Linked DNA regions of Mus musculus: region 1 is linked to region 2. The links are chromatin contacts, called in public promoter capture Hi-C maps. All regions are on one chromosome and are shown on one strand. Each heading gives the region's core, a stretch centred on a gene start, on an enhancer-like site or on the middle of the called end of the contact. The rest is flanking DNA. Distances are from core to core; before and after follow the strand shown. Region 1 holds the start of Spa17 (sperm autoantigenic protein 17). Region 2 holds the start of Pus3 (pseudouridine synthase 3).

What was found. Promoter capture Hi-C pulls out the DNA fragments that hold promoters and counts their contacts.
Region 1: a contact with region 2 is called in a promoter capture Hi-C map of liver, with 4 times the contacts expected there. The contact joins the promoter of Spa17 here to the promoter of Pus3 in region 2. A contact is called at or near these places in 7 of 39 promoter capture datasets (the 3T3-L1 cell line, cranial neural crest, hippocampal neurons and 3 more), 2 of 484 Hi-C or Micro-C datasets (CD4 T cells and CD8 T cells), 1 of 115 datasets of contacts at active chromatin or transcription factors (astrocytes) and 2 of 9 other capture datasets (adipose tissue and liver).

What each region holds. Positions count from the first base shown.
Region 1 is chr9:37,608,929-37,615,463 of GRCm38.p6, reverse strand. Spa17 (sperm autoantigenic protein 17) reads left to right here and starts at 1,744. Exons shown (of 5, transcript NM_011449.2): 1 at 1,744-1,908; 2 at 3,446-3,628. The coding sequence starts at 3,475. Siae (sialic acid acetylesterase) reads right to left here and starts at 1,643. Exons shown (of 10, transcript NM_011734.4): 1 at 1,538-1,643. The coding sequence starts at 1,604.
Region 2 is chr9:35,554,681-35,561,479 of GRCm38.p6, reverse strand. Pus3 (pseudouridine synthase 3) reads right to left here and starts at 2,920. Exons shown (of 5, transcript NM_023292.5): 1 at 2,747-2,920; 2 at 1,963-2,177. Ddx25 (DEAD box helicase 25) reads left to right here and starts at 3,010. Exons shown (of 12, transcript NM_013932.4): 1 at 3,010-3,142; 2 at 3,729-3,795; 3 at 4,051-4,098; 4 at 4,579-4,714. The coding sequence starts at 3,080. Hyls1 (HYLS1, centriolar and ciliogenesis associated) reads left to right here. Exons shown (of 4, transcript NM_029762.1): 4 at 1-659. The coding sequence ends at 306.

The DNA.
Region 1 (6,535 bases), core at 495-2,994, 2.1 Mb before region 2:
AGCAAAATACTCTGGAACCACAACATCCCAGAATTGCATAAGCAGGATGGCAGCCTGCTGGGGAAACCGGGAGGCATATGTGTGGGAGGGCCCTGTCTTGGGTAGATACAGAACAAAAGCTGAAAAGTAAACGCATAAATAAGAGCTAAGCAAAGAGAAGACTTGAGTTGGAAGAACAGAGTGAAGAAAATATTCCTTACATGGGCAACAATGTTGCAGTCCATAGGATGGGGAATGCCTTCCCAAGCCCTTCTGTGTTTGCCAACATTCAGTTATAGAAGCTCTTTGTGAATGGATTTATGGTGAGAAAAAAAAAATTTAGAGGTGGAAATTATCTTTATAATAAACGTGTTAATTGTGTTACTACCGATGAAGAGATATAACCTAACCACATTACCCATCAAGGGACTAGAGCACAAATAGATTAAGCAATTTTAAAGAATAATTAGAACAGCTATGAATTCAATGAATATCTCTTTAATGATACCTAGTACTTTACACATTGAGACTGCAACCCTGGAAGGAAAAATAATTCCAATAGTAGATAAAAATTCTTGCTGCCAAGGATCTTACAATCTACTAGGAGCTTACTCGTGTAGCAGAGTTCTTAAGAAAGAAGACAGTAATGTCCTTGACAGGCCTCAGAAGGTAGTTTATGACAGAATGAGAATCAACGTCATCTAATTCCAAAGGAATTGCAATTTCATTTTTGCTGTGAGGATAATGGTAATGGGACCACAAATTCCTAGCACTCCAGCCAAGAGCTTTATCACTGAGCTATATTCTCATCCCCCCCCCCAAATTTCATTTATTGACAGTCTATGGATGAGGTCCACTCTTTCAGTGATACAAAGAAAAGAAGGGTGGGTGGCTCCAGCAGTAACCTTTTACTTTAAGTGAATAGATTCCTATCTTTTGATATCTCCATGCAGAGGGCAATGTCCAGCTCAGGTTAGTCAGATGACAAGCTCTGACCTGCACAATGGCCAGTGTGAAATAGCTCCCTCTCCAGTGTGATGAGTCTTACCCCTCCACTAGTATCTCTTAGGCTGTATCAAAATTCAGAGCTGAACCTTAAATTATTCTGAGCTAGTGAGGGGGTTGTATTTCTTAGCCCTAATAACCACTTAGAAACTAGTAAAATTTAATTCCCTCAAGGCACCCATCCCGACAGAAGCCCTCCCCAAGGGCACTACTGAGGGGGCAGGTGTTGAAGTATTTTGGATGACTCAGACACCTGTTTCCAAATATTATCTAACTAAGCTTCGCCCCCTTCTCTTTGAGCTCTCCTCAAGGCTTCGGTCTGGGGACTCTGGAGCCTATTCCAATGGGTAAACCGAAGTCTCTCCCTGCCTCCTATGCTGCAAATGAGGTACCCTGCATGAAAAAGGCAGTAGATGGGCCCAACAGTACCTTGAGCCAGAACTAGGTGCGAAAAGTCCAGTTCTGACTCAAACCAGACCTTTAAAGGGGACGCATGCCATGATCCTGCAGAAGATCTGAAAGGCAAGGGTCCGGCACAGCTGTGACACCTCACCTGCACTTCTGCTGACTCGCGCGATTATGAGCAGCACTATCCCAAACACAGGCCCCGGGGAAACCATGTTTGTGAAGATCCTGATTAACCCGCCGAATTCAGGAAGAGCCCCTATGCGGGGGCGGGGACAGGGCAGAGGCGTGGTCTTGCGTAGTGGGCGGGGCCTGGGAGGGTCTACCTATCGGGCCCCACCCTCAAGCCTTCAGTACGCGAAACCATCAGCGGCGCGGCGCGGCGCGGCGCAGGGCGCTCCCCTCCCGGCCTCCGTAGTTAAAAAAAAAAGAAAAAAGAAAAAAGAAAAAAAAAAACGGTTACCCAGCAACGAGATAAAACACTGGAACCATCCGCACCAGCTTGAAGAGAAAGAAGAGGTGAGGCAGTTTCCCCCACTCCCTCTCCAATGTGGAGGCTTCGCCATTTTCCTTCGTGCCGTAGTCTCTCCGCATCTCCAATACTCCCGCAACTCCTGGACCAGACAGAGAGCCTGGCAAGCCCTTTCTCGGAGAATCTGGAACGCTAGGTCTTTGGCGTCCCGCCCACGGTTTGACCTGCTTCCCCTCGACAGCCTGTCCTCCCCCGCCCGGTTCAGGGCTTTACACAGCTCTCAAGATTCGATATCTAATCTGCTGTTTGTGGCCAAAAGAGAGAAAGGGAAGAGACTCCACAGGTTAGGCCTTGTTAAACCTCTAGTCCTCCAGCCTCGACCCCAACCAGCGCCGCCTTTGTGCTTCTTGGGGGAGGCAGAGGGAGCACACGCCCAGACCCGAAGCTCTCTTTTCTCAATAATCAAATCCTATGTCAGCCACCTTTAAGCCAGTCCTCGAATAATAAGATAAAAGAAGGCCTGAGAAAACCAGAAAATAAGATTCCCCAAACATCAAAAGCTGACTCCCAAATACACGACCTCCCCTTTCACAATCCCTCATCAGAAAGCAGAGGCACTTGAGAACATGCTTCAAAAGTTGGGGCTGAAAAACAAGTGAAACTATTCAACAAATTATAATAATTTCTAGAACGACTAGATTTTTGTTTGCTTGCTTGCTATTTGTTTGATTTTTGGGTTTTTGAGGCAGGGTTTCTCTGTTTAGCCCCTGGCTGTCCGGAAACTCACCCTGTAGACAAGGCTGACCTTGAACTCACAAAGACCCACCTACCCTTGCCTCCCAAGTACTGCACTTGAAATAGTTTCTTCTCAGCAATGTAAAGGGGATTGTTTATACCAGCTTCTCAGCAATCATTGTCTCTTCAATACTGTGGGCTTGCAACATCTACCCTCACCTCTTAAGGACAGAAAAACAAAGTACTTAATCTAGTGAAAACTGTGGTTCTCTAACTTTGAAAATATGTATTTGTCTAATTTAATGGATCTGGATTTATGATACTATAATTCACAAAGCATAGTGTTTATCCACCAGGCTGGCTCTAATCGCCGCACTTGGGAGACAGAGGCAGGTAGATCTCTGAGTTAGAGGGCAGCCTGGTCTACATAGTTACAGAACAGCCAGAGCTATGTTGAGAGACTCTGTCTCAGAAAACAAACAAAATAGTTCAGTGGTAGAATTCAAAACTCTAGGAGAAAAGGATAGACGTGGTGGGGTGAATTTGGTGTTCATTTATTTAGTATGTGCATGTGTATGGGCACGGCCTCCATGATGTCGTCAGCCTATGGAAGTCAGAGAACATTTTGTGAGAGTCAGTTCACTTCGGCCACAATAGGATGTGCGTGGATTTGATTCAGATCTACTGAGATAGAGAGAGCACCAGGACCTAGATTGTGTGACTTTTTTCTTTTTAAAGTCCAAAATATGGTATGTGTGTTTGAGAAATGATTTGAGTCGTGATAGTGAGTTGGTTTGTGAAACTTGTGATTATATAATTTAAATTAGGCACTTTTTACTGAATCTTTAGGTACCATATAGGCAATTCTTTCCGAGGAGATGTCGATTCCTTTCTCCAACACCCACTACCGAATTCCACAAGGATTTGGAAATCTTCTTGAAGGGCTGACACGGGAGATTCTGAGGGAGCAACCGGACAATATACCAGCTTTTGCCGCAGCGTATTTTGAGAACCTTCTAGAGAAAAGAGAGAGTAAGCTCTTTTAAAAAAAAAAATAGGAATTTTAAAATAAACTAAGCATTTCATTATGGTAAAACTTAAGATTGAGGAATATACATGTCTTCAGCCTGTGACCACCATGTACGTGCAAACACATATCTAGCACTACACACACACACACACACACACACATACACACACACACACACACACACACACGGGAGCATGAAAACATACACACATACAAAAAAGAAAAAAAGAACATTAAAAATCATGGTCATTGTGCAGAAAGCCTTTATAAGGCCAGTGGTTGCAAGTACGGCTCTTACTGTTTGCAACAGGCTGTGACAGTTCAGTACCCTGCCATTCTCTCTGTATTTCTCACAGATGCAGTATGGAAGGACCCTATTCTCAGGCAACCCTGCTAGCTCACTGCCTGTTCTTCCTGAGAGGATAATTTGCAGTTTTCTTTAAATTTTGATTCTTCTCATTTGAAAGTATCATAAGTGTTATAAAAATAATTTAACACTCCCTAGATTAAATAAACCGGGTTTCGCTGGGGTATATGAAACTGTTCTTCAACGAAGGCACAGAAACAAACTGCTTTGGCAAGTGAATTGCCAGCTGGGAAGGTAATTTACATTCTATGTACTTTCCAGGTCCCATCCTGCACAGAGACTAAGGTTCATGCTAGCAGTGACTTTGATTTTAAGCCAAAGTGAAGTTCCTATACTTCCTTTGTACGATGTACAAATCCCAGCCTTGACGATTCATGAATATGAGGATCTGGCTCACAGGTCAAAGGGGGAAAGAACAATTATCATCATGTTTGTGCTGAAAACCTACTCTTGCCTGGAACAATCATAGTATAGAAGGTTTGTTACCATTACTTTAGGCAAAGTAGACTGGAAATACCCCTAAGCAAACAGATGTTCCTTCATAAATCATTTTACAGAGAGAGGAAACCCAGGACACAGATAGAATCCAAATAACTCACACACACTGAACAGCTCCACCTCCTGTCCCTTGTGATCCTGCCTTTGAAGAACTCAAAATTTCCACCAGTTTCCTGACTCCTGCTGGTCTGTTTCATATCCAGTCAGGGTGAATGTTTGCTGCACAATCTACAATATTAGTAGGGGAAAGCTATTAAGATATATTGTCTGATTAAAAGTAATGTTTGTATGAACATGAATTTGGTTATTGTAACATTGACTTTTACAAATTCATGCAGTAAAAATCTTTAGTCATTTGTTTAATTTTAGAACTCAGGAGCATACCATTAAAAAAATATTTGAGTCATTGTTACCAGGTCACAGTAATAAAAACAATTGATGACTAATGGCCTTAGAATACTAGTTCTCTGATAAACAAGTGGCTAAAACCATTTGAAAAAAAAACTTAACCACCACACCCACTTCCACTTACGTCAACTAAAGGTGAATTACCAACTGATACAGTGTAAAAACTTAACCTTCACAAGTATAATCAAAATAAATGAGTGTGGACTTCTAAACCAACAATGTCCGGTCTCCCACATGGCAAGAATTCCCTTGCCACCGTTTTTCATGGGTGGCTAGTAGTCTTCATTTTTGTGACAGGAAACCTGTGACTATACAGTGTAAGTGGTAGCTCAAGTCATTAGGAGAAAATGGACTTCTTAAATAGTATTGAGATCAAAATAAGAAAACAAAATTGTATCAATACTTTATATCATAGCCCCAGATAAATAATAAGTTGATTCCAGATTTAAATACTAAGAAAGAAACCATATAAATGCTGGGAGGTACTTCATCCCTTAAGAAAAACATCTTGCTTGCCAAGTTGCTTCAAACTCAAAGGCAACACGGTTGAAGGAACAGATTGATGGAACTGACAGCATAAGAAGTCAGCTTGTGTGTAACAAAGCAGCATGAAGAAAACAAAATAACAAACTGAGAAAAATGCTTGCAGTTCACGTCCCAGCAGCCCAGTGAGTTAATAAGCCTAATAAATAGCTTGTAAAAATCATGTGTTAAACGCCTTTATGTCAAGAGATAACGGTTCACACAAAAATTAACACAGATAGCTCTTAACATGAAAAGCTACCCCAACTATCCCATAATAACAATTCCAATCAAAATTGGGCATATAGAGATAGCTTCGGGGATAAGAGCACTTCTGCTCTTCCAGAAGACCCAAGCTCAGATAGCAGCAGCCACCTGGGCAGCTTTACAACTGCCTGTAACTACAGTTCCAGGGGATCTGATTTCTTGTTTCCATTGGCACACACACAAATACAGTAATGAAAAACAGAAGAAACTACACTCAACTACCAACAACTACTATGTATTCTCAGCAAGCCAAAAGTTTATCAGTATGATTTGTAGATTAGGCTAAGACAAATAAGCCCTCACACTCATTCCTACTGGAGGTAGAACATGCATCCACAGGAAAGGAATTCTGTAGTATCTGTCAAACTTACTTAACTGTAAGCCAAGAAGTTCCCCCTCTACACATTCCATTATACTGTCATTTATTAAAACAACCCAAATATACATATTAGGTGATTTTTTTTTTTAATGTTTGCACTGGCCCAAACAACAAAGCAAATCAGTCTTTAGCCCATACCTCTAAAATTGTAAGCCAAATTCTACCTTTCCTCTTTTAACTGGATCTGTCTGAGGTATTTGTAACAGTGGTGAAAGCTGACTAATATGCAGAGGTACTCTGGAAACTTTGTAACTGTATATAAAAGAGTAGATCAAGTAAGTATGCTAGTGTTGGGAATACATTTGGGGTGTAAAAATAATTTTAATAAGTTGCTAAGTATTTGTGAGCTCATAATGCTAAAACCAGACACACAGAGCTCTTCATTGTCAGGTCATCCTAAGAAAGTGCTGGGAGCCACCTGGTTATTTTGAAAGCTGGTATCAAATCATTGACCTTGGTTTCATTTAA
Region 2 (6,799 bases), core at 1,671-4,170:
AGACTGGATCAGTTAAGCCGAAACCGGGGCAAGATAGACCGAGTAGCCAGATATTTTGAGTACAAAAGAGACTGGGATTCAATGCGGTTTCCTGGTGAAGATCATAGAAAGGAGTTACGCTGGAGTGTCCGAGGGCAAATGCTTTCCCGAACAGAACCTCCGTCCAAGCCTCAACATGTGTATGTTCCAAACAATTACCTGGTGCCAACTGAGAAGAAAAGATCTGCCCTTCGGTGGGGTGTGCGTTGTGACCTTGCAAATGGTGTCATGCCCAAGAAGCTTCCCTTCCCGCTTTCTCCTTCTTAAGTCTTTAAAAAACATGTCTCTCCTACCAAAAGAGTTAGGATAACCTAGTTCTTTATCTCTCCTTCAAATATAATTGCCTTGAAAAGCAGGCAGAACACAGAATAAGGACTTCACTGGTTCTTCCGAGGGTTGTTGGTATGTCACATAGATATAATACACCACTTGAATTTCTAATTCTCAAATACAGCAATTGTGAGGGGGGTGGAAAACTACTGGAATTTGGATTTTGTCAAAGTAAGTGCCATTTTGAAACAACTTGTAAACTGTGGTTTGTTTTTTGGGTTTTGTTTTTTTTTTTTTTTTTTTTTCTTTTTTTAGGATTAAGCTAATCTATTAAAGAATTTTGGAAAATGAGGAGTTTGAACCTTGTTTTAAATACTTCCCAATATAAGAAGACCTTAGATCTAGGCTGTGATTCTCCCTCTGATCCAAAAAAGGTTTTGTTTGTACACAGCCTGACATGAAGACAGATACAAAAATGAACTAGACTGGGCATAGATCTTGAGAGTCCAGTAAGGAGTAGCTAAAAATCCGTTTTCTATTTCAAGCACTAAACTTAGGCCTGAAAGCAGAGTGCTTGTTCAAGAAGGAAAAACACTGAACCATGATCAGCACTGGCAATTACTAGCTGCTAAAACATTTTCTTACCATTTAATGCTATCGATAGAATACATTTACCCAGTTCCACCCATTGCTAGACACATCAAGAAGAAAAATAATCGGGACTCGACTTAGTACACTCACTCCACGAAAGTAAAAACTGCAAACTCAGTGGTGTATCAGAGCCAGAACTATGCCACAAATGCCTGGGAATACATAGTAAGTGGTACAAATATGTTGTAAATCAAACAGCCAGATTTGTCGTACATGTAGAGCACGGGGAATAGTTAAAACTCAAGTCTTAGGTGCAGGATTAAAAGTCTATCAGCTTTTCAAAACATTTGAGTGGGGACTTCAAAGTTCAAATAACAAAAATCAAAAGGTTTTTCAAGTGTTCCAGTTGACTAAGTATCCCTATAAGCATGAATTGGGCTAGGTAAATCCAGTCACCAGGCAGATTATTTTTAAAGTCATGACTCCCAAGACTCTTGGCCCAGTACTGTTTGCTCCAGCACACTAGGTTTATAAGTGAAATTCAGAAGGTTGGCAGATACAGTGTGGGGGTAACCAAATACCCACAAAGGGAATTCCTGGGCGCACCAAGCTTTCACCCTAAAATAGCACGCCCTAAATGTACGAAACTTCTTTAAATGTTTAAATGTATATGGCGAGGGTACACATTTCCTTTGTAATAAAGGGTTTGAGACGCGCTACGACCATTAATCAACTCTGAAAAGAATTGTGTAAAACAAAACCCAAAGTTTCCCGCCACCCCTTCCTTCCATAGCATAATTAATGGGCTTCCACTGTTCATATTTGAGCAATTTTGATGTAGTAGAGGCCCTCTAAACTAGTTACAGACTCTAAGCCCCGCCGATGGGATTTCCTAGCTGCTAGAAGTTCCAGGCACGACACGATATGCGTTGTCCTAAGTCCCATTTCATACACCAAGGCCTTCTTAAACACTTAAATACCAGGGCAGAAGGTAGCAGTTCAGCCTCCATCTGTTCATTCCTCTCTAGAACTCAAAGATGCCCAACTCAGAGTTTAACTCACCTTCCGGTCCTCAGTAGGCGGCCATGCGGCTAGCCGGAAGCTATGGCTTTCCGTCTTCAGTAAGCATGCGCGGCTTCACCAAGCGTGCGCCGACGGTTCTGGGAAATGTAGTTCGGAAGGCACGGTGTGGGCTTTTAGCCGAAGCCCACCGCATGCGCAGGTTTCTGATGCAGCTTCCTCTTTACCGCAAGCCAATACGAGAAATATAGTCTGGTCTAAAATGAGAAAAAAAGATTTTCAAATGCTGGCTATCCTATATGAAAACTAAGAGATTGAAGATCCTGTCCCAACATCGTTTAATTAACAGAAATTTAACCTTGAGAGTCGAAACATTTACTACTAGAATGTAAATGTAAGGGTTAAAGGGAAATGCTTTGACCTGAAAACACTGAAAGATTGCGACAGAACAGGGCCAAGGAATTCTGCTTCAGCACCACGGAGAGATCATGGCTCCAGTTTTGAGTTTCTGCTTTTGACAATTATAGAAATGTTGCCCCAAGTCTTAAAATTCCAGTCAGAAAACTGAAAATCCTGGTTCTTTGGTCCAAACTTAGCATAAGGTTGGACCAAAGAGCTACCCCAGAGCTGTGCAATACATGTCATAGATATAGATAGTGGTGGTCCAGATTGCTTTAAAAGGAGACCCCTCCTTAGAATAAAAATTAAAATATGCGTGTATGTGGGCACATCACAGGTATCCTGGACACATGTCCGCACTTGAGTTCTGTTTTCCTTCTGAACCTCTGGTCAAGCCCATCTCTCCCTCCACTGTGCAACCTCACACCTGGTGATGCCCAAGCGGGGCTGTCGGGAGAGATACCCGCACGAGAGCCTGCAGCGCGGTGTGTGTACCGCCTCCGTGCCCACTTTCTCTCTGCTGTGCGGATGGCCGGCTGGTCAAACGGAAAGCTCGCGGGTGTCCCGCACAGCTGCGCCCCGCACCTCTCTCCCTCCGCCCGCCCCGCGCCGGGCCCGCGCCTGCGCACTGCGCCGCGCCACGGGTGGTCGCGAGGCGGACGCCGGTCCCGGAGCCTGACCATTGGCCACTGAGCCGAGCCGGCGCTGCCCCGCGCGGGGGTGGCAGCACGTGCCAGGGGCGAGAGCGGAGACCGCAGCTATGGCGTCGTTACTTTGGGGAGGCGACGCCGGGGCGGCGGAGAGCGAGCGGCTGAACAGCCACGTAACTGCCGCTGAGCAGGGGAGGGCCCAGGGGCGGGGGCTAGAACAGGGACTCCCGAGGGAAGTCCCCTGGGAAGGGGAGCGCCCGGCCGGCGTTTAGAGCGGGGTGTCAAGTGATGGGGGGTGTCAAGTGATGGGGGGCTGGGCTGGAAAGGCCACAGAAAAGGAGACTCCCAGAAAGGACCGACCTTTGATTTGAAAGGGCAGAGACCCCCTCAGGAAATACAGAGAGAGTGCGCAGCTGCTAGTCCTATCTGTACTGAGTTTTCTCCTATCCTGGTTTTGACCATTTAGCAGGCTTCTCATCTTCATAGCCACCTTCCCCTTGTAGTTGTAAACCACCCATCACCCAGATGCTGCCCATATTCAAACTAAGAGCCCTTATAAAGAGAGACTATGGAAGCCCCCATTCTATTATATGAGAATTCATACAATTACACAGATTCTTATAATGAAATCATTAACCCTTAACATTGCAAAGGAAGCAGTTTGAGGTGGTCTTCCCTCCCCTTGCTGTAGGATAGCGCCATGCTTCTTGCTTGATGTCCTGCTTCCTAACCTTGGTTGAATTTTGTGCCTTTCAATAGTTTTCAAATCTCGTCCATCCCAGGAAGAACCTTCGTGGTATTAGGAGTACCACAGTCCCAAACATAGGTGAGTGTTGTTAGGCTAAAGCAAGACTGGCTTAATTAACACCTTTGCTTTCCCCATGTATCTGCCATGAAATAGCTTTGGCTTCCTTCCTCTCCACTGAAAATCCTCCACCTCCTCAGGCACATCGCTTTACTCTTGCAGGAGATGGCTCTGTTTGCATACACTGTAGCGTCTGTGAGACGTTCTGAGAATGCATTGTATGTTTCCACTCAACATTTTTCTTTATGCTTCTTATTTTCCCTTTTACCCTCATAGACGGCTCTCTTAACACGGAAGATGATGATGATGATGAAGACGATGTAGGTAGGAGACAAGCTCGACTGAATGTACCTATTAGCTCTGCTGCTTGGTTTACCATCGCTTTGACTGTGCTAAAAGGATTAATTTCCTTGGGAAAGCACTATCTTTGTTTTCTTTTTGAATGAATACTATGGGGGGGGAGTACTGAATTAGGAGGGGGGTGCATTCCTTTAGACTACGTTGAAATGAAAACTGCAAGGTGTAGATTAAGAATTTTCGGTTTGGCTAGGAAGATATTGCAATTAGATGTCGGTCTGCACGTGGTCAAGGGTTTGCACAACAGAGCATAAGAAACTGGGTCTTGGTAAAAGGAGGGAATCCTCGGTGCTGTGGCATTCCTTCTCGGACTTCCTTTTGTCAGGAAGATGAGAACAAGCTGCTGTTGGTTGATATGTACTGTTGCTCAGTAGGAGATAACAGTTAATTAGCTGTCATCCGGGAGGTTTGATGTCCTCTTGTGATTTTGCCTTTTTTTTTTTTTAGTGGATTTGGCAGCCAATTCACTCTTAAACAAGCTAATCCGTCAGTCCTTAATAGAATCCAGCCACCGAGTGGAAGTCTTACAGAAGGATCCCAGCTCTCCACTCTACTCGGTGAAAACCTTTGAAGAGCTACGGCTGTGAGTATCTTAGCTCTTAGTGTATGTGGATGCTTATGCAAGTAAACATTAACAGCCTACCATGCTAGTTACCCAAACCCATCAGCATCCCCCCTTCGTTTCCTAGCACGCCGTATTAAAGTAGATCCTATAGTTTTACATTGCAATTAAAACATATCTCAGGGAATACTCGGATACCTAAGTTGGCTAGGTATCCTGAGCACTTTTTGATAGAAAATATTTTAATCTTGCAGAAGTTGGGGATACCCAATCGAGGACAGAATCCAGACACAGGCGTTGATGGCCTGAGCATGATCCCCTTAGCACTTCTTAAAAAGTTATAAGCTTTTGCTTTTCTAACCATACTTTATTTCAAATGGTATTAAAATGAGTAACTTTCTCAAATGAGTTTTCATCCCCTAGGGTTAAAATTGCCATGAAGAAAATATATTCTAACAACAACAACAAAAGGCCACAGATATGTGAGGCCAAACCAGGCTTATGTTGCCTGCCGTGTATGAAGGCAGAATGGACCTGGCTAGGTAGCAGCTTGGCCAACTATCCAAACGGCAACTTTAGACAAGCCTTTTGCCCATACCTCAGGCCCACTGGCTTGAATGATGAGCCTGTGAGTGAGTGTGGACAGCCGCTGCGGCACTCATCCCAGGGCTTGGCTGTAACTCAGTGTTACTTATACTTACTTAGCACACACTTTTGCTTTGTAGTAGAGAAATGGCTTATAAATCTGGAAGATGTCTTCATTGATTATGGAGGATTGGATTTCTGATTCTTGTTTGGCCTTTGTTGCGAGCTTCTCAATCGGGAACGCCCACTATTTGGTTTCCAAGAGAATGATATAGTAGCATAGGAACTTATATAAAGGAAAAGATCCAACATCCCAGTGCCCAGACACTTTCTAAGTGAGAGAGAGGCCTGTGATTAAGACGGGGTTGCCAGTCATCCAACAAATAACATAGCAAATTAGGAACACCCAATGTAGCCAGGCATATGGCGGTGCTTTCCTTCGGTTGCAACACTTGGAAGGCAAAAGTAGGTGATCTCTGTGGGCTCAAGGCCAGCCTGGTCTACAGAGACAGTTTCAGGACAGCCAGACTGGCTACACAGAGAAACCCTGATTGGAAGAAGAAGAAAAATATGAGAAAAGAACACCCAAATGTATGAGTGACTCATGAAAGGTGTAAATGTTCTAGCCCATTTGGGCTGTGCGCATTCGGACATTTTGCAGAGGAGTACAGGAAAAATGCATTTTAAAGTTCCTGCATCAGCAATATGGGATTATAGGGTATGGAGTCAAAAAGAAACCATAAGAGTCGCCTCAATCATCCTTTTCTTTTCTGAAAATTTCTGTCATTCATAAAAAGGAATTAAACCACAACTGCCACTTGGTGTCCCAGTTTTGTGGGAAAATAACACTTGCTGTAAATGGATATGTTCCTTTCATCAGAAGAATCCTCTCCCCCCCCCCAACCCCCGCCAACCATCTAACAGAACGTTTGGCTTTCACCCCTTACTCCTTCCCTTGACCCAGGCTTCTAGCCTAGTTTATTATTTTAGTAGTCCAACTTAGAGGCATGACTGTATATAGTTGGGAGTAGGGTTGATGTATAAATAATGTATTTCTAAGTATGACTTCCAGTGCTTATAGGACGTTAATCTTTATTGCCTTGACTGGATTTGAAATGACCCAGGTCACACCCAGGTATGTGTCTGAGGTGTTTGCAGTGAGGTTTAGGCGAGAAGGAAAGAACGTCCTGCATGGGGCTGGCACTGTCATGGGCTGGGGGCTTCGTCTGAGTAAAACACAGGAAAGGAGAAAGCCAGCTGAACGGAGCAGAGTCAATCTCTGTTTTCTGACCACAGGCACAATGAGACCAGCAACTTTACATGCTCACCAACACGCTCTCCCCTCCATAATGGACTTTGCCCCTCCGTAAACCATGAGCTAAAATAAATCCCTAAGTGTCAAACACTGTGGCTGAGACAACTAACAACGCTCAATTGCAAATGGCACCTCAGAGGTGCACCTTTCAAGTATGCATTTCTGTATGCATATTAATGAGGCTACCATCCAGCAGAGGGTTTGTG